Linked DNA regions of Zea mays: regions 1, 2 and 3 are each linked to region 4. A link is a contact called in public Hi-C data. All regions are on one chromosome and are shown on one strand. The core of a region is the stretch at or near the end of the contact, and the rest is flanking DNA. Distances in the headings are between cores, read along the strand shown. Region 1 holds the start of LOC100280264 (TAZ transcription factor). Region 2 has its middle 20 kb from the start of lox1. Region 3 has its middle 72 kb from the start of lox2. Region 4 holds the start of LOC542107 (fructokinase 1).

Evidence for each region. A called contact is a pair of places that touch in the nucleus more often than the background predicts.
Region 1: a Hi-C map of tassel shows a contact between it and region 4, with 3 times the contacts expected there. The contact joins the promoter of LOC100280264 here to the promoter of LOC542107 in region 4. A contact is called at or near these places in 6 of 25 Hi-C or Micro-C datasets (bundle sheath, ear, endosperm and 3 more).
Region 2: a contact with region 4 is called in a Hi-C map of tassel, with 2.0 times the contacts expected there. The contact joins the enhancer-like site here to the promoter of LOC542107 in region 4. A contact is called at or near these places in 2 of 25 Hi-C or Micro-C datasets (seedling and tassel).
Region 3: a Hi-C map of bundle sheath shows a contact between it and region 4, with 4 times the contacts expected there. The contact joins the enhancer-like site here to the promoter of LOC542107 in region 4. A contact is called at or near these places in 6 of 25 Hi-C or Micro-C datasets (bundle sheath, endosperm, leaf and 1 more) and 1 of 3 datasets of contacts at active chromatin or transcription factors (leaf).

Annotation. Positions count from the first base shown.
Region 1 is chr3:173,534,289-173,540,509 of Zm-B73-REFERENCE-NAM-5.0, forward strand. LOC100280264 (TAZ transcription factor) reads right to left here and starts at 2,764. Exons shown (of 6, transcript NM_001153192.1): 1 at 2,603-2,764; 2 at 1,663-2,066; 3 at 1,405-1,535; 4 at 878-1,184. The coding sequence starts at 2,046. It overlaps LOC100383076 (MADS-box transcription factor family protein), which reads left to right and starts at 5,368. Exons shown (of 1, transcript NM_001175747.2): 1 at 5,368-6,141. The coding sequence starts at 5,379. The coding sequence ends at 5,945.
Region 2 is chr3:173,417,605-173,424,199 of Zm-B73-REFERENCE-NAM-5.0, forward strand. No RefSeq gene overlaps it. Among protein-coding and RNA genes, the nearest start is that of lox1, 20 kb to the right of the region's middle. Within about 2 kb of position 4,012, at least 17 of the 20 cell types and tissues checked have an H3K27ac peak or open chromatin away from gene starts, as enhancers often do. A contact at or near this core is called in seedling and tassel, where this site is marked.
Region 3 is chr3:173,365,513-173,371,775 of Zm-B73-REFERENCE-NAM-5.0, forward strand. No RefSeq gene overlaps it. Among protein-coding and RNA genes, the nearest start is that of lox2, 72 kb to the left of the region's middle. Within about 2 kb of position 4,254, at least 20 of the 20 cell types and tissues checked have an H3K27ac peak or open chromatin away from gene starts, as enhancers often do. A contact at or near this core is called in bundle sheath, endosperm, leaf and 1 more, where this site is marked.
Region 4 is chr3:173,096,069-173,102,005 of Zm-B73-REFERENCE-NAM-5.0, forward strand. It overlaps LOC542107 (fructokinase 1), which reads left to right and starts at 2,137. Exons shown (of 4, transcript NM_001111740.1): 1 at 2,137-2,547; 2 at 3,833-4,165; 3 at 4,321-4,437; 4 at 4,563-4,955. The coding sequence starts at 2,155. The coding sequence ends at 4,691.

The DNA.
Region 1 (6,221 bases), core at 1,514-4,013, 440 kb after region 4:
CAAATTCATTTGGGGCTCATAAAGATGGACTTTTCTCAGTTCGCTCAATGTACTTTCTTTTAATGAATTCTCCCCCTGCAAAACGCAATATACTTTGGCGTCTAAATCTTCCTCTGAAAATTAAGATTTTCTTGTGGTATTTAGGTAGGGGAGTTACTCTCACCAAAGACAATTTAGCTAAGTGAGGTTGGAAAGGTTGTTTAAAATGCAGATTTTGTAATCAAAATGAGTCTATTCAACATCTGTTTTTTTATTGTTACCTTGCTAGAAATATTTGGAGAATTATTTACTTTGCCTTAAATATAGAGAGACCGAACAATATTAATCATATAATTGGCTCCTGGATTGCTAACAAGGGAACAACACATAGAAAAAAAACTTCTAATTGGAGTGGCGGCAATGTTTTGGTCTATTTGGCTTTGTTGCAATGATGTTGTTTTTACTTTTAAACCAAAACCATCAATTATGCAGGTTCTTTTCAGGGCAACATACTGGCTCGGATTCTGGAAATTGTTGCAGAAAGAACAACCTCAACACGAGATCCTTGCGGTATGTCGATCCTTAGAGGTGGTGGCTATGGAGATCTTTGCAAGCCATGGATGGAGGTCCAATGCTAGATTAGAAGGAGCTTGATTTGTTGATGTTTTATTTCAAAGAATGTTTACGATGGATGGTTGTTTTTTTCGATTTATAAGGCCGTATGTAAGAGATTGCAAAAGGCTGGAACATTTTGTTTCCATAATAAAAAAATACTGAAACTCTGAATCACTATGGGCATTTCCCTTCCTTCTCTTGTAGCTACTGAGTACTAAGAACTAGCAATGCAGGGTTGGATGTGATCAAACAATACTGAGACCAATCATCACAGAGAACTCACCGTATCAGCTTCGACAAGAGACTCGAGCAGCTCCTGTTCCATACTTGGATTGGTCCGTCTCATCACTTTCCACCCATCCGTCAGAGAGATGGTCTTGAAATCCCCGATGACCATCCGGGCACAGGCGAGCGCGAGGCGGGGCGCGTCACACAGCCTGGCAAGCTGCAGCATGTCTACCACGTTGTCAGTAGCGAGGAAGCCCCTCTCGAGTTGGTCGACGCAGACCGTCTTCAGAGACGGCACCGAGAAGACGTGGGAGAGCACAAGCAAATGCAGAGCGTGCTCCTTCATCTGTTCCTGCTCAAACCTTCACCAAACAAATAATTCAGCGCGTCTGTTTCTCACTGAAAGATGCACGCACGCATCAAAAGTCAGAAGAAGAAGAAGAATCTGCACTGTCTTCATCAGCTTCAGTCACTGTAAACTGTTTGGGCTGAAATCTGATCTTTAGAGAATTAGAGGACAGTGAACTATCTATACGAATGAGTAGTGAACTATCTATATGAATGAGTAGATAGCATCCATACCGTGAAGAGTAGAGAAATCTGATGAAGACACGGACTGCTTCCGAAGGCGCGCCAGAGACACGGATACACCGAAACCCATCTCTCAGTCTAGCTTCCTCCAGCATAGCTCTCAGGACAGGGGATTTGACGCCCTGCACAAGAGGAAGCAAGCAGGACACGAAGGTGTGGGTCACGATCACAATCACATAAGCGCCAAAGCAGAGCTGCCGTGTTCCAGGAGAACACGAGAGGAAAGATTCTCACAGAGCTGAAACTCACGAGAACGCAGGAATGCGACGAAATCTCAGCGCCGCCGTCTGTGGAGACACGGAGGTCAGACTGGTATCCCTCCAAGAACAACCTGTCCCAGGAATCCAGGACGCCTTCGGGGACACGGCGACAGGCGGCCTTCGCCTTCCTCCGCGCGCCATAATAAGAGGTTCCAGGCAGCGGCGGTGGAACAGGCGCGTTACTCCGATGAAGCTGAGCACGCCGGCTATGACTATGACTATGAATATGACTATGACCCGGCGCAGCTTTGTTTTTGGCACCTGCCGAGCTACTTGACTCGAGATGGTTCTCCAGTGAGAAGTCGGTCGCATGCGCATCGCCGCCGTCCAGGAAGAAGAGATCGGGAGAATCCAGCAGCTCCACGCATTCCATCAACTGCCTCCTGCTCTGGGCTGCGCAAAGGGAAAACGTTAGCTGGAAATTAAAGACCGTCCCGTCCGTAGCGCGGTTTTAGGTTCGGGAGGATGAAGCTAAAATAAATAACCGCCCACAAGAGAGGTAAGCAAAAGCAGAGGCGAATAAATTCGTTCTAAATACAGTTACTGTTTTTTTTTGATAATAATACCTGTGTGCTGGTTACTGCACTGTTCTTTAAAAGCAGCTGCCAGATTACTGAAGGGGAAAAAAAGCAATATGGATACCAACAACGAGCCGAAAGAAAGATATACGCATGATTGATTGCGTTCAAGCTTTCCCCGCGTGGCGTCTAAGGAGGAAGAAGGAAAATTATGTTCTTTACGAAACCTGAAAACCTTTACCCGGATTCCGGGGGGGAAGAAAAGAAGAAATCAAAGGGATCCAGCTTTGGGTTTGAGCGATTGGACGCCGGCCGTTCGGGCTATCACAGAGAAGATTTGAAGGCAGCAGAGGAAAGAATGAAACAGAAAGGTGTGTTCAGTCAGAGACCGCACGGCACGAGCGTGCTCACCTGAAGTGAAATCAGTCTGGAGTGCAAACTGCAAAGCCTCTGAGACGAGAGCGAGGCGGAGAACGAAAAGGGAGCTCGTTCACCACTCACTCACTCACCACGGCGTCCTCGTCCTCGTCGCTCCACAGAAACTTTTGGAGGCCTCCTCCCCTTCCTATGGCGACTCACGCCAAGGCGCCTGTCCTGACAAGTGTTCCCTACAAAATGGAAATGGACTAGGCGAGACGAGGAGATGAGATGAGAGGCACGGAAAAGTGGCGGCCTTCACACAGAAAGCAGAATCCGGCAAGTAGCCGGACGCGGCCGCCGACTGTCGTGTCCTCACGTGGAAAGGACGCGACGCCGGGCCTCTAGGAGCGCGCCACGTGTCGGGGCGCCGGCGCCGCCCAGGCCCAGCAACCCAGTTAGTTAGGATGGCGGCCGGGACCAGGACAGAACAAGAGGGCACCGCCGCCGCCTGCACGGTGGTCCCAGGCTGAGGGCGTTCAGAGCAGTGGAACCGTGGAAGAGGCTGGACAGGGAGGTCTCATACTCTCATCGGCGTGGGATCACCTGTTCGTGTGGCGGTGACCGTCCTTGGTTCTGCAGCTGCAGCTGCAGCTACGGGAGGGGAGGCAGCCACAAGTCAGAAACACTACTGCCCGTCCAAGCCACAGAATGAGAAAAACTTCTTTGGTGACCAGTGAAACTGGAACCTGGCCCCTTCGTTCCCTTTTCTTCCTCACCTTTCCTTCCGCGCTCGGGATGTTTTGTTTCTTCCGTGCAGAGGGTACCGACCTCTCTTGTCCTCTTCCGCTCCGTTCCGTGACAACAGCTGAACAGCACCGGGCGGCACTACCGATGTCATCCATGAGTCCATCGACCTGTTTCAGCTTTTGTGTGACGAACTTTTCTGAGAACCTGCCAGTAAGAATAATCTGAATATGATAGGAATTAAGGTTTAGAATCTATAAAGTGATAAATCTTTACTGTCACGATGTCTAACCGATTATGTGTTTCTCGTAGATTTTAGATGGGTTTTTTCAAAGTGATTCTCATAGAAAATAGCTCAAAAGTTAGATGTTTGGCAGCCCGTAGCAGCTTCTAGTGGCCCGAACCAGTAAATAAGCTAAAACAAATAGTGCCCATGACACAGGCGACTAAGGCACTGTTTAAACGCACTGTATCTTTAGCTGTTAAGATTAAGTAGAGACATTTAAACAACCTAATTAATTGGGTTTGCTATCAAATATCCATAGCTAATAGTGCAGCTACCCATTGGTTATTAGCTCGTTTAACCTAGCTAAATTTAGCTAATAGCTAGTCAACTATTTATTTGTTAGCTAATTTTGCTAGTAACTTTTTAGCCAACTAACTATTAGTTTACATACATTAGAGCTAATAGTTAGCTGGCTAAAATGTTACATGAAATTAGTTGGATAACAATTAGCTACTTTTAGCTAGGTTGAACCAGCTAATAAGGTTGTGCTTGGTTTTTCATTGAAGTTTAGTTCATATCATATCAAATGTTTGAATATCAATTATGAGTATTAAATATAATATATTCATACAATTAATTACATAGATGAATACAAAACACCGAGACAAAAATATTAAACTTAATAAATTTGTATTTATAGTCTCCAGCCGATCATGTATATGAACGTATAAAATATGATTTTATACTATAGATATTACTATTTATTAAATGAAGTTTAAAATAAAAAATAAATAGAGAATGAATGATCTGCGATGGGATATCATATTGCGTACACGTACGAGTCCGGCCACTATGCTCTGCTCCTCTGAGTGAGGTGTACGTACAGTGATTAGCTTGGGAATGGAAGGGGTGTTTAGAATTGCTGGCCGACCGTAGAATCAGGAGGCTCTTGGTCATGGAGATGGTCTGGCAAGATACTGCGGCCACACCTCAGGAGTTGACTTCTGAGCAACTGCAAGAACAAAAATAAGAGAATTGTTCTGAGAAAAGAGGAAAAAGAACACAGCCTTACAGATGCAAGTGGAACTGAAGCTAAAACTTGGGCAGTAATAATATGCGCACTAATTACTGGCAGGTGAATTCATCTGCCTGCCTGACCCTTCTTCTCTTCACTGCCTGCAGCAGCTGTCACAGCTGATGAATTCGGATGCCTTTTGTTCATAAAAGGCCCGTCCGCCCGTTGCTGGCCCAACTAGTGCTAAGTAATAAGACCAACTCCAGCAGACTCCCTCTCCGTATCCGTCTCCGTTTCCAGGAGACTCCGTATTTGCACTCCACATGCAGTCTATGACAGCTGGGGCCCGCGAGCAGCCGCGAGCGTATGCAGTCAGCTGCGGAGCCGTTTTCAGGAGACTCCGTATTTGCACTCCGCATGCAGTCTATGACAGCTGGGGCCCGCGAGCAGCCGCGAGCGTATGCAGCCAGCTGCGGAGAGGAGAGAGAAACCGTGGAAAAAGGGAGTGCAGGTACATGGCGTGCGTTTTAGGGAGACGGATGCGGAGACTGCTGGACTGATGAATAGTGTGATCCGCTGTGAAAAAAGGGATACGGAGCCGCATGCGGAGTGCTGCTTGAGTTGGTCTAACCCTAATAAAAACAGGCACCGATCCGGCTCTCCTCCGTGACTCCGTCCCACTGCCCAGCCGCTGTGCGTTCGCGCTCTCTCCCACTCTGTCTGCGACGACTGCGTGGGTGGGCGGGCTACCGCCGCCGCCCGTCGCCAGGTGCCGATCTCTTCACACCCTTGACCCCCTCCTCTCGCGTCTGCCGTGCGAGAACGTACCGCCACGACGAGCGATGGGGAGGCCGAGCAGGGGGCGGCAGCGCATCGAGATCCGCCGCATCGAGGAAGGCGGCCGGCTGCAGGTGACCTTCTCGAAGCGCAAGTCCGGCCTGCAAAAGAAGGCCGCCGAGCTCTCCCTGCTCTGCGGCTCGCCGGTCGCCGTCATCGTCTTCTCCCCCGGCAGGAAGGTGTTCGCGCTGGGCAGTCCCTCGGTCGACCACGTCCTCCGCCGCCACGCTCCTCCGATCCCCAGCGAAGGAGAGGAGGACGGGCTCCTTCCGGCGCTCCAGGACGGAGACGTGATGAGCAGCAGCGCTATCGCTGACCGCGCGGAGGTGGAGAACATCGTGCGGCGTACGGAGGAGACCAAGGCGCGTTCGGTGGCGGAGAAGGCGCGGATGGACGCCGTCGGGAAGGCCGTGAGGCAGGCCGCGGCAAAGGCCGGAAGGAGGTTCTGGTGGGAGGCGGACTCCGGCGTGCTCGGGGACGCTGAGCTGCCAGGATTCGCCAAGGCGCTCCGTCGGCTCAGGCCTCAGGGTCAACCTGCAGCGCCATTTGGACTCGCTGTCGGCTTCTGCTAATAAGAAACTGCAGTAGGAGCGGCTGTGCAAAACTGGCTCATTTCATTTGGTGTTGCTTATGCCCACTTAGGATAGTGTTATTGACTACTTACAAAAAAAAATATCAAACATCTTTTTGAACGATTTAGGCATTTTCAAATTTATTTTCTCTACCTGTACTAAGTGAAGAGTATTTTGAATGATTTAAGCCTTCTCCATGTTTCTTTGTGTTTATTTTCTACCAGCAAATTTGAACCTCACACCGTGCATGATAATGTAGTCCCGCAGAGAGCACTG
Region 2 (6,595 bases), core at 2,762-5,261, 320 kb after region 4:
TCGTCATCTTCTGGGACTTAGCCCGAGTCCGAGCCCTGGGTCGGGCGGAGCGGAGTTCGCCGTCTTCCGGGACTTAGCCCGAGTCCGAGCCCTGGGTCGGGCGGAGCGGAGTTCGCCGTCTTCCGGGACTTAGCCCGAGTCCGAGCCCTGGGTCGGGCGGAGCGGAGTTCGCCGTCTTCCGGGACTTAGCCCGAGTCCGAGCCCTGGGTCGGGCGGAGCTTCCTATGGTGCCTTTGGCAGGGCCTGACTGCCTGTCAGTCTTACTCTGTCAAGTGGCACTGCAGTCGGAGTGGCGCAGGCGGCGCTGTCCTTCTGTCAGGCCGGTCAGTGGAGCGGTGAAGTGACGGCGGTCACTTCGGCTCTGCCGGGGGGCGCGCGTCAGGATAAAGGTGTCAGGTCACCTTTGCATTAAATGCTCCTGCGACTTGGTCGGTCGGTGCGGCGATTTAGTCAGGGTTGCTTCTTAGCGAAGGCAGGGCCTCGGGCGAGCCGGAAATATGTCCGTCGTTGGAGGGGGGCCTCGGGCGAGATGGAAATCCTCCGGGGTCGACTGCCCTTGTCCGAGGCTAGGCTCGGGCGAGGCGTGATCGAGTCGCTCGAATGGACTGATCCCTGACTTAATCGCACCCATCAGGCCTTAGCAGCTTTATGCTGATGGGGGTTACCAGCTAAGAATTAGGAGTTTTGAGGGTACCCCTAATTATGGTCCACAATAATTAGTTTTTTTATTAACTGTATTTTAATAATATATCTATTGGATGTTATATTTTTTGTATTTTTTTAAAATTTTAGTTAAAATTTAAACCTTCGTAAAAGTTAGAGTAATGTATAATTTAGAATGGATTGAATCCTTATTACTGTTTGACGATCTCTGTGTAGTAGTAAATAATATGGGGGAAATGTTATCTTGTTCGTGTCGACCTAATAATTTTAAGGGAGCAGTAGCAAGTGGGACAAAACGATTGATGTCATGCATGAGCTACCCTACCCTTTCCTGCTACACTTTTTTGATAAATGCAATCTGTCCTGCGTGCTGCTCACTTCCACGTGTTCAATTTGGACGCTAATCATCATCACGTACTACTTACTGTTCAGTCATCCCCTATGCAAAGTCATTTACAAATTTACCATTCTTAGGTCTTAAGCCTTGTTCCGTTATTTAAGTTCACATGGATTAAATGAAATTGAATAAATTATGAAGAATTTTGACTTGTTTGATATTTAAACCTATTTAATCTCGTCCAATCCATATGGATTGAGATTAAAATAAATGGAGTCCGGCACTACTACAGTAATATTTTTTTAGAAGCGGCTTGTCCTAAAATTCGATTTTTAGAGACAGCTATGAACTCAAGTCATCTTTATAGATATATTTTTTCTAGCTGTGTGTGTGTCTCATTAAATTTTAAATATCAATTTCTAATTTTAGTATATATATTCAAATGCAACAATTTGAGAAGTCTAGAATATTACTATGCATATGGACATTGCAATCGAGGTATGTACATACTCCCTCCAGTGCAGTAAAGGTAGTCGTTTAGGACATGATTGTGCATACCAAGGAGTGATTAATTATCATAGAGTTTTCCCTGTTTGCCCTATTAAATAGGGATATGGGTGCATTAACGTCACTAAAGCAATCAGGCTTGATTGGTTGCTGCAGCAGCTCTAAGGCATTCTAGACTGGAGGTCTTAAGTTTGATTCCTCTTAAATGCATCTTTTTTTGCAATTACTAGGGGCAACAACGTCCAAATCCCAGACCCACGCGCGCTATGACTTCTTTTTGTGCACGCTCGGTCACGCGCAGGATGACTTCTCTCGGTAGTTGTGACTAGACTAGCAGTAAGAGGACTGATAAAGTTGCTCACACAGTACCTACACCTACAGCTGTCATAAAGATGTCTTAGGCCCCGTTTGATTTGGTGGTCTAGAAATTAGACCATCTATTTTAGTCTCATTTAGTCTCTAAATTTACAAAACGGTAGAACTAAAACAGTGACTAAACTGTTTTAGTCTCTAGTCTCTAAAGAGATGACTAAAAGGGACTAAATCATATAAATTCCACTTTTCGCTCCTCCTTTATTTTAGTTACACTAATGGCGGGAGAATTCTAAGGGTTATTTTGATTCTCTTATTCATTGAATGTGTTTTGAATAACTTTAGTCCATAGAACGAAACATGATAGCGACTAAACTTTAGTCTCCTAACTAATATCCTATTTGGTTCCTTTAGTTCAAGGACTAAAGTTTACTTAGGAGTCTAAAGTTTAGTCCCTACCTTATTTGGTTTTAGGGACTAAAACTATTCAAAATACATTAAATAAATCATAAGAGGACTAAAATACCCTTAACATTCTCCCGCCGTTAGTGCAGCTGAAATAAAGGAGGGGCAAAAGGTGGAATTTATATGGTTTAGTCTCTTTTAGTCACCCCTTGAGAGACTAGAGACTAAACATCTTAGTCCCTTTTTTAATCCCACCGTTTGCCAATTTAGAGACTAAAATAGAGGGACTAGTCCCTCAAATCAAACATGGCCTAAACTTTACTCCTTGTGCTAAGTAACCAAACGGCCCCTTAGTTCAAATCCAAAGTAAGCATCACATTCATGGACCGCCACGTTTGTACTGTAGGTCATGTGTGCCCCCTCGTCCCTACTCTGTTTAATTTTAGGGACTAAAACTATTTAAAATACATTAAATCAATCATAAGAGGACTAAAATACCCTTAGCATTCTCCTGCCACTAGTGCAGTTGAAATAAAAGAGGAACAAAAAGTAGAATTTATATGGTTTAGGCTCTTTTAATCACCCCTTGAGGGACTAGAGACTAAAACAGTTTAGTCCCTATTTTAATCCCACCGTTTATCAATTTAGAGACTAAATAAGACTAAAATAGATGGATTAGTCCCTTAAACCAAACGAGGCCTAAACTTTACTCCCTGTACTAAGACTGTCTCCAGCAACGTCCTCTAAAATTTATCCTCTAAAGTAATATTCTCTGTCCTTTACAGAACACTCTAAAGGATTCCATCCTCTATATCTTCATCGACTCCAGCAGCGTCCTCTAAAATTCATCCTCTATATCTCATCCACTTTAATATGCCAACTTAACAAATTGAATATATTATTTTACTAAATCAGAACCGTCGTTTTTTTGCTTCGCAACGTCCGGAGCATTTCGTCGAGAACCTTGCACGCGATATCCCACCACCTTGGCCATGGCTACAATTTGGACCACCTCCTGCTGCTGCTGGCTCAACTATCCGCGCATGGGTACAGTTAGGAGCACCTGCTGCTGCTGCGCGGGGTCGTAGGCATGGGTGCCGCTGCTGGCTCAACTGTGTGGACGTTGCTCGGAGACGAGGACACCCATGTGCGCCGATGGATAGCGGGTGAACAGCAAAACACTAGATTTAGCGGTGGTCGGACAGACGCTATATTTTAGCGAATCTTTTACCGTTTCTTGCTAGGGCGGTAGCGAACGACGAAAAACTCTATATATAAAGTTGTGGATCATTTAGTGTCTCTTGCTGGAGACAACCTAAGGAATCAAACGGCCCCTTACTTCAAATCCAAAGTAACCATCACATTCATGGGCCGCCATATTTGTACCCCACATACACCCCACCCCACTAGACTAGTCTAGCAGACTAGCATTAAGAAGACTGATAAAGTTGCTCACACATTACCTATAGCTGTCATAAAGATGTCTTAAATTATTTTTACATTCGATCAAATGTCTAGAAACTAGCACGAATATTTATGACATAAGAGTATCTAAAAATATATCTAATGATAATTCGGTATCATAAATTTTAGCAATAATTCGGTGATAGCAATCTTTTATATAAGTTTGATTGCACACAAAAATATTTAATCTAAAACAACTCTGAAATTAAGGATTCATTTGAGTACAGGATGGTGCTTTACCCGAGACACTTGCTCATTCATTGATTGATCAGCGTGGGCCACAGTTCCAGCCCATGCAGCGGCAACACGTAGCCGCGTACTCGTGGAACACGAACTGGCCATTATTATCTGCCCACGCTGGCAAAATTGTCTGTAGTAGACATGAGCGCCTCTAACTTGTCGTTGTCTGAAACGACAAAAGTTTGCAATAATGATGAGATGGCAAGGGAACTAAATACAGTAATCTGTAAGAGGTGTACAGTAGATGATAGATTCATAAAAAAAAATAAAGTTTACTAAAAGGTTAAAGGGTAATTTGATGCGGTGGAACTAGAGATGTCCAAACGGGTGGGCCGTGCCGGCCCGGCACGGGCCCGCCTTTGGCCCGGCACGTTTCGGCCCGGCACGTTTCGGCCCGTTAGGTTGACGGGCCGTGCCGGGCTAGGCCACCGTGCCACATCCTAGGCCCAAGCACGGCCCGCACATAGCCGTGCCGTGCCGGGCCGGCCCGCAGCCCGTTAAGGCCCGCCGTGCTTTGACCGGGTGGGAAGAAAAATAAGTAAAAAAAAAGACTAAAAACAAACTTTGCTAGGATTTGAACCTTGGTTGGAGGGTTTAAAATGCTTAGTTGCACCACTCTAGCCAACTAAACCAAACTTATTTTGTATCTAAACTATTAAAATTGCTTATAATATACAAATAAATGCACTGGAAAATAAAATAAAAAACCGGGCCGTGCTCGGGCCAGCACGGCGTGCCACGGCAGCGGCCCAAGCCCGGCCCGACTAACGGGCCGTGCCGGCCCGGGCCCGTCAACCACCGGGCCGTGCCGTGTTCGTGACGGGCCAAAATCGTGCCGTGCCACGGGCCGCCCGACGGGCACGGCCCATTTGGACATCTCTAGGTGGAACTATGTTTAGAAATTAAAAACATGTAAAACAATCCATAACGGACCGAGAAAAATTAGTTTGCCTATTTACTATCTTCTGTCGATTCTTAACTGATGCTCGTTGCCTCGTTGGAGATGGAAATTATTAAATCATCGACGACCAACAGAAAATACATATCTTTTGTTAGCTATACGCAACCGACATAAATTACCTCCGGTCATGCTAACTTTCATCGGCTTGCGCCTCACAGAAGGAAAATAGCTAACTTAGATCGGCTAATAACCCAGTCGACGGAAGTTAGCTCTAGTCGCACTAACTTTCGCTCGCCAATTTAACTGACCTAAATTAATGGCTTGCACCAGTAATAAAATATGGTTTTATTTATTTCCCATAAAAATCATATAAAATTTCATTCATACACAACACACAAAATGGCACAATTACCACTTTATTTACAACTCAACAAACAACATTGGCATAAACAACCACATAAATATTCATAATTCAAATGTCTTACCACACACATCTCACAACTATTTTCTCACATCACATATAAATACCCATACTTCAAGCCAAATTACCACAGCCGTACGTATTTCATGGAATATAATCTTCAATAGCCATCGCACGGATTATTAGATTTTTGGCTACTACCTCCAAAAGGGTCACCAAATATTGTAATTACAAATGCAGTTCTAGCATCCCTCGGCACCAATACATTGACCAAAATATGCGATTAGCAAAAAATATTCATTTTCCTGCATACCATGATCAACCTAATGATTGACTAGTTTCCTGTTTATCCTGTCCTTGGTTACCCTTTTGGGATTTGGCTATTATGACTAATATTGTGCTAGTACTTTACTTTCATCAATGAACATGATGAGAATACTTTATGACACGATGTTGATATTCTGGATATGATGGTGAGCTTGTGGCACTAAAGGGGACTCGGGCTATTTTTCGAGTACCTCTCCGTAAGGACCTGTTCGTTGGATGACCCCCCCCCCCCCCCGGGAAAACAATACAACCATGAGGGTGGTATGTGATGCCCTTAGCTGATTAATTAGAGGAACTTGAGGTGTAGTCGGCTTCGTCGTTGTGCCGGTAATGGGGTCCAGGCACAGTACTTGTTCTGCCGAGGCTAGGTTCGTTCGTTTTGCTTTTGTTAGTCACCCCTCCTGTGGGGAGATGTATTGTGTTTATCAAACTGAAAAAACCTAACGAATGGCTATGACCTCTAGGGAATCTTTGTAAAGGCCACATAGTGAAACCTTGCCGACTCATCTTAGGAGTGTTTAAGGGTCTGTACAACCTGAGGCAAAAAGGCATCATGGCTCATGGGTAAAGTGTGCGACCTATATAGAGGGTTAGAAACTGGTATATCAACCGTGCTCACGGTTATGAGCAGCTTGGGGAGCTCCTTTGATTAGAGATATTCTGGATACCTCGATGATGATGGTTTAATGATGATGATAACTATGAATTATTGTATTTCCTCTTGGAAGGAGTACCTTTTAGGATAATAACTTGGGATTATTGTTAAAAATTGGCTCTCTACTAGTAAGAAATATCTGGCCAACTAAAAGTAACCGCTTTAAGCTTCACCCTACATACAACTAGTCTACTTTAGCCAAATGGGACATTTACTGAGTACGTTGATGTGTACTCACACTTGCTAAAACACCAAACACTAGGTTGTCCCCATTGCAACCTCTGCTCAGGAGAAGATGAAGGCAACATAGAGAACTTTTAGGAGTTTCAGGACTTCGATGAGTTCTAAAGTAGATTAGCGGCA
Region 3 (6,263 bases), core at 3,004-5,503, 270 kb after region 4:
GGGAGAAGAACACCAAAAAAAGACCATGGTATTCAAGTTGATCATTGGATCACTTGAAAGGGGTTGAGTGCAACCCTCATCCATTGGGACGCCACAACGTGGAAGTAGGCAAGTGTTATACTTGGCCGAACCACGGGGTAAAACACCGTGTCTCTTGTGCTGCTTTCCTCTGTGATTGTTTTGTTCGCAAGAGCTCGCTTCATAGCAACTTGATTAACTCGCACTAACACTTTTATAATCAAGTTTGTGGCTATTTAGTGTTTTGATTTCACAGGATCACCTATTCACCCCCCTCTAGGTACGATGCTCTCAGAAAGGATGATGAGGGAAGGTGAGGCCTTGCTCGTGGAAGCAAACAGACGAAACCATATAACCGAGAGGTGGCATCATGGCCTCCTCAATGCTCAGAATCAGCCATCCGTCGTCGTCAAGTAGAGCATGTCGTCGAGGGCCCAAAGGTTCTACGCTAGTCCGCCATAGGAAGCGCGAAGGACAACCCGTGTACGAGAAGGATAGGCCAAGCGAGGAAGACAAGGAACAAGGGAACCGAAAGCACGATGGAGAATATAGGTAGTGTAGAACAATTAAATAAAAGTCATTCTGTGAAACCCTACCGATCAGTGCTAGCAGAGATGACCTGACAGATGAGGAAGCAGGCCTGACCCACCATCATGTTAGGCCTCAGGCTACGCCATCGCCCTGAGGCAGAGGCACGAGTAAGTTATTTCCATGTGCATAATAAACAGGGGGACACAAAGGTAAAAGTCACTAAGGTGGGATTTCTCCCGGATTACATCGTCCTCTACATGAAGGTACCCTGAGTCCCATGGTGCCACAATTCTAGGCTCGAGGGTTGAACGCGTGGCCAGACACCCAAAAAGAGGGGAAACTACGACTAAGGTAGGGCGAAAAGCTCATCACTCCTCTCTCCCATTCTAACACCTGGTGCAACTACAAGAGCAGAAGCCCATGCCAGGGAACCAAAAGGTGGACACCAAAGTAGGCCGTAAGGCACCCATCGAATCAGATCCTCCGAGGATAAGGCGCCGATGATCCCACCAGCGGTCTCGCCATAATCCTAGATCAGGCTCTCGAAGGCCGCGAATGAAGCACCTAGGGAAGGGCCATTGAAGCACGAAGATAAATCCCAGTGCGGAACTGGGCAATGGCAAATGCAACAATGGATCCATGGTGAATGTCGTGTTCCACGACATTTCGGACATGACTCGGGATGTCGAGCAAGCGCTGCAGACGGGTCGCCCTGCAGGCACGGTTGCTCCAAGTCACCACATCGATCTCCTAGCGAAGCTCCACCAGCTCGGCCTCCTACACTGATTAGGAACAAAAAAGGTATAAAGGTCTGAGCATCCCTGGAGAGTGGGGAGTGATGAAGAGCGAAGCAAATAGCTTACTCGACTCGTGGGCCTCCACAACGTCTAACCGCGCTTGGAGGCCCGCGGTGTCCTCACAACCGATCGAGATGCCTCCAGTCTGCCCCGTAACTCGGCCATCGCTAGCAGTAGAAGGGCCAAGGTTCCGACCCCGCGGGGTGACAGGTGGGGGAGGGAGCTGCGACAACTCGCCTCAATAGGATGACATGGCTGAGTTGGGGGCTGGCACCGATCAGCCTTATGGACACCACGGGACGACCAACGATGGTTGGCGCATTGGAGGCATCGTACGCCAGGGATGATGGCTTGGGCTCACCGCCGCTAGGGCCAGCCCTTGATTCTCCATTCGGAGAGGTCGAGGGGGAGGACGAGAGCGATATGACTTCTCCTGTAACGCTTGAGCCCAGCACCCGACGAACAAAACCAGTCACCAAGATGACAGAGGAGCAAGAAAAAGGACAAGTTCCTAGAAACCACCCACCTTTCTCGTGGCAAGCGACTCTTGGAACGACCTTAGTGAGGATACTCTAGAGCGGGACACTTGCCATGGTTCATGGTCAGCTGGGAGGATCCTAAAGGGTTTTAGACAGTGTTACCCTCTTAACAGAATGTTGTTCTTAGGAAGCAAGGGAGCGACGATTGAAATCAGTTGGGGGAAGTGCAGAGGGACCCTTTACTTATAGCGCCTGACTGGATCTCGGAAGCCAATAGCGGGCCTCACGAGCCTCTCCAACTAATTGGTTGCGAGCGACAAAAGGGACAAGACGACGCCAGACCCGGGAGAAGCCCCCGAGGGGAAATACTATCCCCCTAGGGGCTCAGGGGCTACTATCGGGGATAAGATCCCTAGTCCCTAGGGCCGATCGATCAGCGAGCACGTCCGGGGAAAGCCAATAGCAACTGGGGCCCATCGGTCAGCTAGAGGAGGCAGGTAGTGTCTGCCCTGGAGGAACCCACCACTGGACGAGCCCTGCAGCACCAAGCCCGGTGTCGAGAGTGGTAGAGTCTAATAGGGGGTCGAACATAGCGAAGGGAAACCACTCGAGTGGATCCCTCGTCTGGCCCGAGACCGACCCTTCATCAGTGACCGGCAGCATTAACTACGTCTCGCGCCGAGCCATAGCGGAGTTTTTAGTCCGCCTCCCATTTATAGCCTACGAGCCACTCAGACCATGAGCACTCATGACCTTTGAACTGCTCGGACTGCGACACATTTATGGCCCACACACCCCCACCTACGACGCACTCATGACCTACCAGGACTAGGCCTGAGTGCGCAGACCTCTGGCAGTGCACAACACAACGAACCGCGCCTAGCCCTAGGCTATGAAGGCCAGGGGTTGACATAGCCCGAATGATGGCGCTCGGACCCCACGTTGTCCGCGTTGCTCGCCATAAAGAGTACAAGACAGCCAATCGACCACGAGCACGCGTGGCTTTACCCCATGGTAGAACTATCGGTTTTACTGTCGTCCGTTGGCTCTTTATTTAGGCAGTCGTTGTTGGCCGACCCCCTTCTTGGCCTATAAAAGGAGGAGGACGACCCGAGGCTCCATGTTGGACGGGCACAACCTGAATCCCCTGGCTAGGATTCGGGCCCCGGGCACACGATAGACGCAAGGATGAACCCTAGACGAGAAGATGCTTAGAAGGACCGACGGACAGGAGGAGGACCCAGAGGCCGGAGTCCACCACCAAACCAAGACTTAGCTAGGACTCCATTTTGTAACCAACTCCACCACGAATAAGAGACTTGGGAGCCTCTCCTCTCTCTCTATCGCCTGCTTGTATCTCGTACTATGAGTTTTGATCATCAATGGTGTCGGTAGTGCAAGTCGTCGATGGCTGGAAGTAGGGATATTCTGCTCGAACCAGTATAAATCTTGCGCCTACCGTGCACACCGTCCGAAGCCTGGAACGCACACAACAAATTTACTTGTCGGAGTAAGGTTCGAAACACCGACATTATTATTTATCTTTTTTTTTGCATCGTGCCAGGTAAGATTTAACTTAGAGGCTCTCTTGGCGGACTCAAGTTTGAAATATGAAGACAGCATGTATTTTCATCCTTTATAATTTTTCCTTTGTGTGTCTGTGATATGATTTAATTGATTGAGACTTATATAAAACTCCTGTTGTATCTCTTTATATATAAATAAACTTATATAAGCTGCCTTTAGTTGATCGAAACATGTTTAATTGTTATGAGTGCGGCATACCTACGGCAAAATGAACTAAAAGGTGATGGTTATGCATGAATACATTTTCATCATTTATACACCTTACAGTAAAAATTTGCGCATTCATCACAAAGCATGCGCGCTCCACCAAATATCTACCCTGATGAGAGAGGAGAGATAAGGACGTGGAACCATAGAAGAAGATGAGCATGACATTGTCGATACTACATGATTGGTCCCTGTCACCATATAGCTAGCAGATAACATTAATTATAGTGATTATGACATTATATGGTACGATTAACAAGTTTAGGGACTTGGTATATGTACTCAAAAACGTTAGGAATCCAGATGACACTCAGCGTTGGCAACTCTATTTTTTAAAGAGATTTCTATTTTCTCAAAAGAAAATAAACTAATTTTGCTTTGAAAAATTAAATTTCCTTTATAAAAAATAAGGTTGCCAAACTAGCCACGGGAACTTTATTTTCTAAAAAAAATCTATTTAAAAAATGAACTAATTTTCGTTGAAAAAATAAAAATCCATTGAGAAAATAAGGTTTCCATACTCGTCCTTAAACGTCAAATCTAATGTCTCTCGGGACGGTGGACCCCTACGTACAGCTCGGCACAACGTGTTGCCTTGCCGCTCCTTTCCTACTCTCATGATGGCGGTAGGCGTAGGAACGTCGAACATTGCGAACACTCGTACACACGGGAACGTGGACCTTGCCGCGGCAGATGGCAGACGTGTGCCGCATGCGGAAAAAGAAAATGGCAACAGGCAAGCACACGTCCGGTCCAGTTCAGCTCCCTAGGCCATACCTACCGAGCAGCAGAGAATCCAAAGCTTGGCGCTAGGGTCCCTGCAGTCGATCAACTGGTCCAGGCCAACTCTTTCATCAACCTCAATATATTTATAGATATCCATCATACAAGTTGATTTCGGGATGGAAGACGAGATTCGGTACATATATTAGAAAAAAAACGCTGGCCGGACGCCGCGCCACAGATCGACGTACAGGGCAGGGAGACTGGGGTCCATCGATCCCGTGCACCAGCTCTGATTGGTTGTTATTTTTTGTCAGTGGTAATTGTATATTAAAGCACCCTATCGTATCTGTCTAAACGCTGGATTAAACACGGGGCATGTACAGTGGAGAGACACCAAAACGGTTCTCTAAGCACAGGAGACAACTAAGAGACTCTATTGTACAATGGAGTGTCTCTAAACGTAGTCTATTAATAAATACAGAATTAAATGTATTTGTATAGCATCAGATCGATAGAACAGACGACAAATTCGTACAGTGGTAAGTGAGGCGTCTGTTGTTACTTGGTTTACGAGCCAGAGGCGTCTCTTCACGGAGAGACGGCTCTAAGATTTTTTTGCAAATAACCCCCTAAAACACCTTAAGAGCCTTCACATTAAACACCACTGTACATGCCCTAATCATGTCCCACTGGGTCGTCAACCATTTCCGTCTCACGATCTGCCATTACTGTTTTGTTTTTTGTTTTTTTGCGATCGAGAGACTGATGGGAACCGCTGAACGAAGCGCCGCTTGGCATATACGGCAATACCCTACAGCTCCCACAAGCGAAATGATTTTAGTGATGGTGTGTTGATGAAAGACGCTTAAGGTTTTTAGTTTGTTCCACTAAAATTTAGTGGTTAGGAATAAAGATTTTAATGGAAAAGAACCCTCCACGAGCTTCTTTTGACGGCTATTCATATATAATCCTATATTCCAGATATAGACTGTCAAAATGAATATTTGTCACTCTACATGACTTCAAACTAAAACCTTGTCACCTACACTATTTATTATTCTAAATTATAATATATTTTGTTTATTCACATCCATAGCTTTTTACTATACAATATATATATGTTATATCTATATAAAATACTCGCTCTGTCCGAAATTAAAATTTGTATTATATAAAATACCCGCTAACCTGTGACATGTTGAGTTCAATAAATTTATCATGCTGGATACAAAGATAATATGTTATTTTATTATATTCCATTTTTTATGAAGTATTGAGCTTCAAATTTTAATATTTAGTACTTACTTTTACGATTCAAATGATCATGTCTACTATAATATTTAGGGGTATGGTACCCTATGGATACCCTCTACCTATGGTGTGTATGGGTTACTTTTCTACTCATGATAAGTAGTGGGTACATGTAATATGATATTTTTTTATCTGGTAGGTATAAGTATGGCTTTGTGTGCCCATCGGATATCTTGCCCACCACCATCCCTAGTAAGAGGCAATGATGCATAGTATTATTTTTTATAAACTAATGTTTTAATTTCTAAGCCTTTGTTATTGAATGTAATAGCAATATTAATTACACCGATAAAATGCACTACTAGCTCTTTATCAGACATACGGCTCAATGTCGAGGGTTTGAGTTCCATTTTTCAGTAAAAGAATCGTCAAAAGTGCGCTCAAATAACTGACTGAAGCTAATGATAAACAAGATAAGATTCGCGCATATTAAGTGAGAGAAGCCTTGTTGTCATGACTTGAATCGACTCGTAGTTTATATTGAGAGTAGCACTAACTCGGTTCTCGAATATTTATGAATCGCTAGTTTATTTTTTCAACTAAAACACAACAATAAAAAAGAACTGAGGATTAGTAGTAGCAGCAGCTAGCCGGAAAGTGCGTGGTG
Region 4 (5,937 bases), core at 887-3,386:
GTCACATGATAGATTATACATAATTTTAAAAAGTAAAAATTATATAGATACAAATATTTAGAGATACATCATACATCACATATAAATAAGTGAATAACAATTTAATTGCTTCACACATTTAGTTCAAATAATCAAATACTCAAATTTTAGAATTGATAAAGTTTGGTAATTCGGTTCGATATACGGTGAAAACCTATTACGATATCGAAAACCGAAGTTTTGAGATACAAAAATCGAAACCGAACCGAACTATCGAAAATTCGAAATTTCGGTATGGTTCGGTTCGGTTCGATTTTCGATTTATGGTAAAAAAAGTGCTCACCCTTAAAACTCGATATTTTAAACCATGGTTTTGCCAATACAATAATATTTTTTGATCTTAAAACTTTGATTTGGTTCAAAGTTTTTAATTGGCACGGAGGAAGTGACCACTGTCTCGCTCTGTCTCCTCCCCTCCTATGTCTCCTCCCCTCCTACGCTATATCCAAAATATTATGTTTCTAAATATGTGTTAGATTGAATTGATATAAAATATACCATAGTTTTCTCATGACACTTGGTAAAATATGGTCTAAAAAATAATATTCTCAAAAGATTTTTTATGGAAATAAATTCAATTCGTTTATATATAAAATAGAATGTTCTATGCCTAGCGATAAACTACTGTTGCATCTAGTGCTGAAAATTAGGCCGGTTAGAATCTATCATAACTTAATAAAATAAAATAAATAAACACTACATGCTTTTTCGTGTCAGCCGTGTCAGACACCTGACAGACCAAAAATTAAGGTATGATCTAGTCCTGTCTTTGGATCGTATCCATATTGGCACACAAAGTCTAGTTCATATTTCTAGCACTAGTTGCATCTATAGTTAAATCATGGTCAAAAGTTCTAATAAACTTAGATGGTGCTTGATTTCTATTTTAGTTTCCATATTTATCAATTTAAAAATTTAAATAAAATAAAATAAAGGGATTAAAAATTACTCTATAAAACCAAATAGCCCCTTTATTTGCATGTTTACACTTACGGCCCGTTTGAATCATTGGAATTGAATTCCATTCTAATAACGGGGCGTTTGGATCCCTTCATTTTAGAGGAATTGGAATTCACTCAATAAAGTAACTTATTTAGTTTGCAATTTGACATTCCACAACTTTTCAAAGTTCAGATATAAGCCTATATCAAATTCATGGGGTGGATGGTGGGAAATGATTTTATGCATTAGTAGAATTGGTTTCTACTCTGTAACTTATATGACACTCTTCGTCTCACTCCTCTATAGTAAAAATATAGCACATAAATATCTTCGACATCTTGCTAATAATAGTATACAAATATATTTTGCGTAAAACCGAATTAGCTTAATTGATATATGTCTAAATTACTATTATTAGAATGGAATTCAATTCCAATGATCCAAACGGGGCGATAATAATTTAGGCATATATCAATTAAGATAATTCGGTTTTATATAAAATATATTTGTATACTATTATTAGTAAGATGTCAGAGATATTTATGTGCTACATTTTTATTATAGAGAAGTGAGACAAGGAGTGTCATGTAAGTTACAGAGTACAAACAAATTCTACTCATGCATAAAATCATTTCTCATACTCCATCCCATGAATTTGAGATAGCCTTATATCTGAATTTTGGAAAGTTGTGGAATGTTAAATTCCAAACTAAATAAGTTATTTTATTTAGTAAATTCTAATTCCTCTAAAATAAAGGTATCCAAACACCCCGTTAAGTTCTAAGTTCTGGTGGTACATCAGTCGTTCCGGTATATCTTCATAACGTTACAAGACGAGCTCGAGCTGGGAGCGAGAATCCTAAAAAAAAAGTAACCGATCAAAGCAGGGCAGCCGTCAACATAGCGCCTGTGCTGTGGTCATCCCCTCGCGACGCTACCCAAGTACCCAGCAGTCCAGCACACGGCTGCGGCCGCACTCGCACAACGGCACAAGCGCACACCACCGCCATCTCCGCCTTCACCCCCTACCCACCCCTCTGTCCTTCTATATAACGCGCCCGCCTCGCCACCTCACAAGAAATTCCCCACACGCGCCCACCTCCTCTGCTCTCTCCTCTCCCCCACCTCTGCGTCCGTGCGTTGTGTTTGTTTAGGCGGCAACCGCGAGGCGCAATGGCGGCCGGGCGAGAGCTGGTGGTGAGTTTCGGCGAGATGTTGATAGACTTCGTGCCCACCGTGGCGGGGGTCTCGCTGGCGGAGGCGCCGGCCTTCCTCAAGGCGCCCGGGGGCGCGCCCGCCAACGTCGCCATCGCGGTCTCGCGCCTCGGCGGCGGGGCCGCCTTTGTCGGCAAGCTCGGCGACGACGAGTTCGGCCGCATGCTCGCCGCCATCCTCCGCGACAACGGCGTCGACGACGGCGGCGTCGTCTTCGACTCCGGCGCGCGCACCGCGCTCGCCTTCGTCACCCTGCGCGCCGACGGGGAGCGCGAGTTCATGTTCTACCGCAACCCCAGCGCTGACATGCTCCTCACCGCCGACGAGCTCAACGTCGAGCTCATCAAGAGGGTAAGTTAAGCCACGCCACGCCACGCCACGGTAACCCATCCTTGGTGATCCTCGCCCCCGTGCCTTCACGCCCCGCGATCTGCGGACAGCCTTATTGCTGTGATTGGTCTCGTCGAGTGCAGTATCAATCTTTCCGCTCATTTCTTGATTCGATCCCGGGCGGGATCTGGAGGCGACCGCTAGGTTTCTTGCGCTGATTTCGCGTGCGGTTTAGGTTGCGGCACCGTCTAATTTGGCCCTGTTTGGATCCACCTAGTTTAAACTGGTTTTTAGACGCTGGAAGGACTCCAAACATGTTATTTTTTTTTATCCGGTTTCTAAAAATTAGTTTCTCAGTTTTCTTAAAAACTAAGAAGTTGGTCTCCCCAGCTAAAACTAGTTTCTAAGAAACTAGGAGGATCCAAACACCTCCTCTTTTTTTCTTCTAAAAGCCAGTTTCTAGAAACCAAATCTAAAAACCAGGTTTTAAAAAACTAGTGTGGATTCAAACACAGCCTTTATCGGGCCATGTTTTATTACGTCCGATAAAGTCACCCCTCTTTCCCGTCGTCTAATTCGGGTCCTTGATGTTGAATCTTCCCGTGGAATCCAAAGATTCCGGGGCGAAAGTGGGCGCCTTTCCTTGCTGGTTTTGGTTGGATCTTGTTGTGCGTTCTAGTTGGCGAATTGTTCTTTTTCTGGATCTGGTCATGTGGCTTCTGTGATTCATCCTAAAAATTTGGGGAGACAAACAAGCAGTAATCCAATCCAAAGGAGAGCCGTTATCAGACCCCGTGCTTCTTGGATCCATCGGCGTGAGCTGGTCTTGTAGAAATCATTAGCCACGTCGTGTATTAATGGAGTCCACGGAGGAATTTTGTTTCTTTGTGGTGGGTCAATAATTGCAACTGACGTGACCTACTTCAGTTTCTCCCCAGTTCCATTGAAGCTTTAGAGAAACTCTGATTTACCCATCTGATCCTTCTATAAATGCATAACTATATCATGACAAACAGCATTGTCGGATCTGTGAATTTGGATTAGCACTATTCCATTTTCTTTACGCCAAGAACTTTGAATTAAATCTAAAATTAGCACGTATCAGGTGATGCTAGATGGTTATTTTTTTTCATGCTTTCTGTAAACGTGTTAAAAAAGGCTGTCATTTGTAGAGTTCACCAGAAAATATGTGAACTAATGCAATGACTAAAAAAATTGCAACAGCTTGCAGCATCACATTGTCCATCCCTCCACCCCACCCCCGCCCCTGTTTGGGTAAATTCTTCATGTTCTTCATTTTCTACAGGCTGCGGTCTTCCACTACGGATCAATAAGCTTGATTGCTGAGCCTTGCCGGACAGCACATCTCCGTGCCATGGAGATTGCCAAAGAGGCAGGTGCACTGCTCTCTTATGACCCAAACCTGAGGGAGGCACTATGGCCATCCCGTGAGGAGGCCCGCACCCAGATCTTGAGCATCTGGGACCAGGCAGACATTGTCAAGGTCAGCGAAGTCGAGCTCGAGTTCTTGACAGGCATCGACTCGGTGGAGGACGATGTTGTCATGAAGCTGTGGCGGCCTACCATGAAGCTGCTCCTAGTGACTCTTGGAGATCAAGGGTGCAAGTACTATGCCAGGGTATGCTTCATAACTTTTTGATTGCTGCCATCCTATGAATGAAAATGGGTTATTGATGAACACTTTTAGCATATATAACTCGCACACTGTGACTTGGTGGAAGACTTGATGTGCAGCTGAGACTCAGAAGTTTAAATATGCTTGATTGGTTGCAGGATTTCCATGGCGCTGTGCCTTCCTTCAAAGTACAACAAGTTGATACAACTGGCGCAGGTGACGCGTTCGTTGGTGCTCTGCTCCAAAGGATCGTTAAAGATCCATCCTCGCTACAAGCAAGTGCCTGAAATCTGAATTTGTTCTTTGCTATGAAATTGTTGGTTCTACATGTGAAGCTGGTGCCTTGAGTCTTCAGTTTTTCTAGCATGTGATTGAGTTTTGATATCCTGTGTCTGTACAGGATGAGAAGAAGCTTGTGGAGTCGATTAAATTCGCTAACGCGTGCGGAGCGATCACCACCACGAAGAAGGGGGCGATCCCGTCGCTGCCCACCGAAGCGGAGGTCTTGCAGCTAATAGAGAAGGCTTAGATCATCATCGTCCTGTACGCCATGGTTTTCACCAGCTTCTACTTCTTCGAATTGTATTGGATTCTGATATGGAACAGAAGAAGAAGCGGCTGCCCCATCTTACCAGCCCTTTTTGTTTGCCCTAGTTTCCCCTTGTGAAAAGGGTGTTTTGTTTTATAAACTCTACTTGCAATAAGCAGAGCCTTTTTTTAATTATGTCAGGGTGCATTTGATACGATCGAATAATCATCAATCCATAATTGTAGCAATTTTTTTTTAAAAAAAGAAAAGTCAATTGAGTTTTTGTTCCAGTGGTGGATAAATTTCTAGAATCGGGATATCTGGTCCTGATAAGAGGTGATATTCAGAGCCTTTATTTTCTACTATAGATAGCTGAGACTGAGACAGAGTACACTGGCGGCATCTGCCGGGCCAGTGGGGCTTCATTGAGCAGCTTTGATTGTTTTGTAACCGCCGCGTGTGTTTGGGACGGGTTGTGGTTCAGAGAAATTAATCGCAACATGTGGTCAGCTGGAAAGCTGAGATTTCTGGTTGGTGCAAAACTTTACTGCTGTTGCACATCTGGCATCTGTGGCCTTGGCTGTCATTTATGATTGCTGTTCCACTGCCTGCGCTTTGATCATTCTGTGTGTATTGTGCGCTCTGGTCACTTTCTTTATGTTGTGCTCACGGCCGTCTCGTCAATCGCCCGGAGATGACATGTCAGCAGTCCACGTCAACAGTGGCTCTATCTAATGTAAGGGCCGTGGCTGAGATTTCCTGTGTTTTTGTGTCGAGGCATCTGTCACTGATTTCGGCCATCCACAGCCACAATCGCCGGTACTTCTTCGTCGCTTGCCGTCTGGCGAGACAGGCTGGCCCATACAGTTTTGGCATCTGCCGCCACCGCCCCGCCGGTAGACAAGAGACGAGGACTAGCCGTGCACGGTGCATCGCGGTCTGGTTCCGCCGGAGGCGGCTTGCCCGGATTCTCGGCAATCATCAGCGCGTGCCGCAAGCATCTCTTGCGTTGCCTCCTCATCCGACAGGCTGTGGGATGCTCACACAAATCGTTAGTACACGACTGCACTTAGTCCTGTTTGGAAGCATCCAGTTTTTAAAAAGCTGGTTTAGGCCTCGTTGGTTTCTGGCTGATCCGGCCGTTCCAGGCCTCTTTCCAGCCGGAAAAATTATCCAGTTTTGAATCCGACACTCAGCTGTTCGTTTCAATCTGAAATAAAAACAAAAGCGGCCCGGTTCGAAGTTT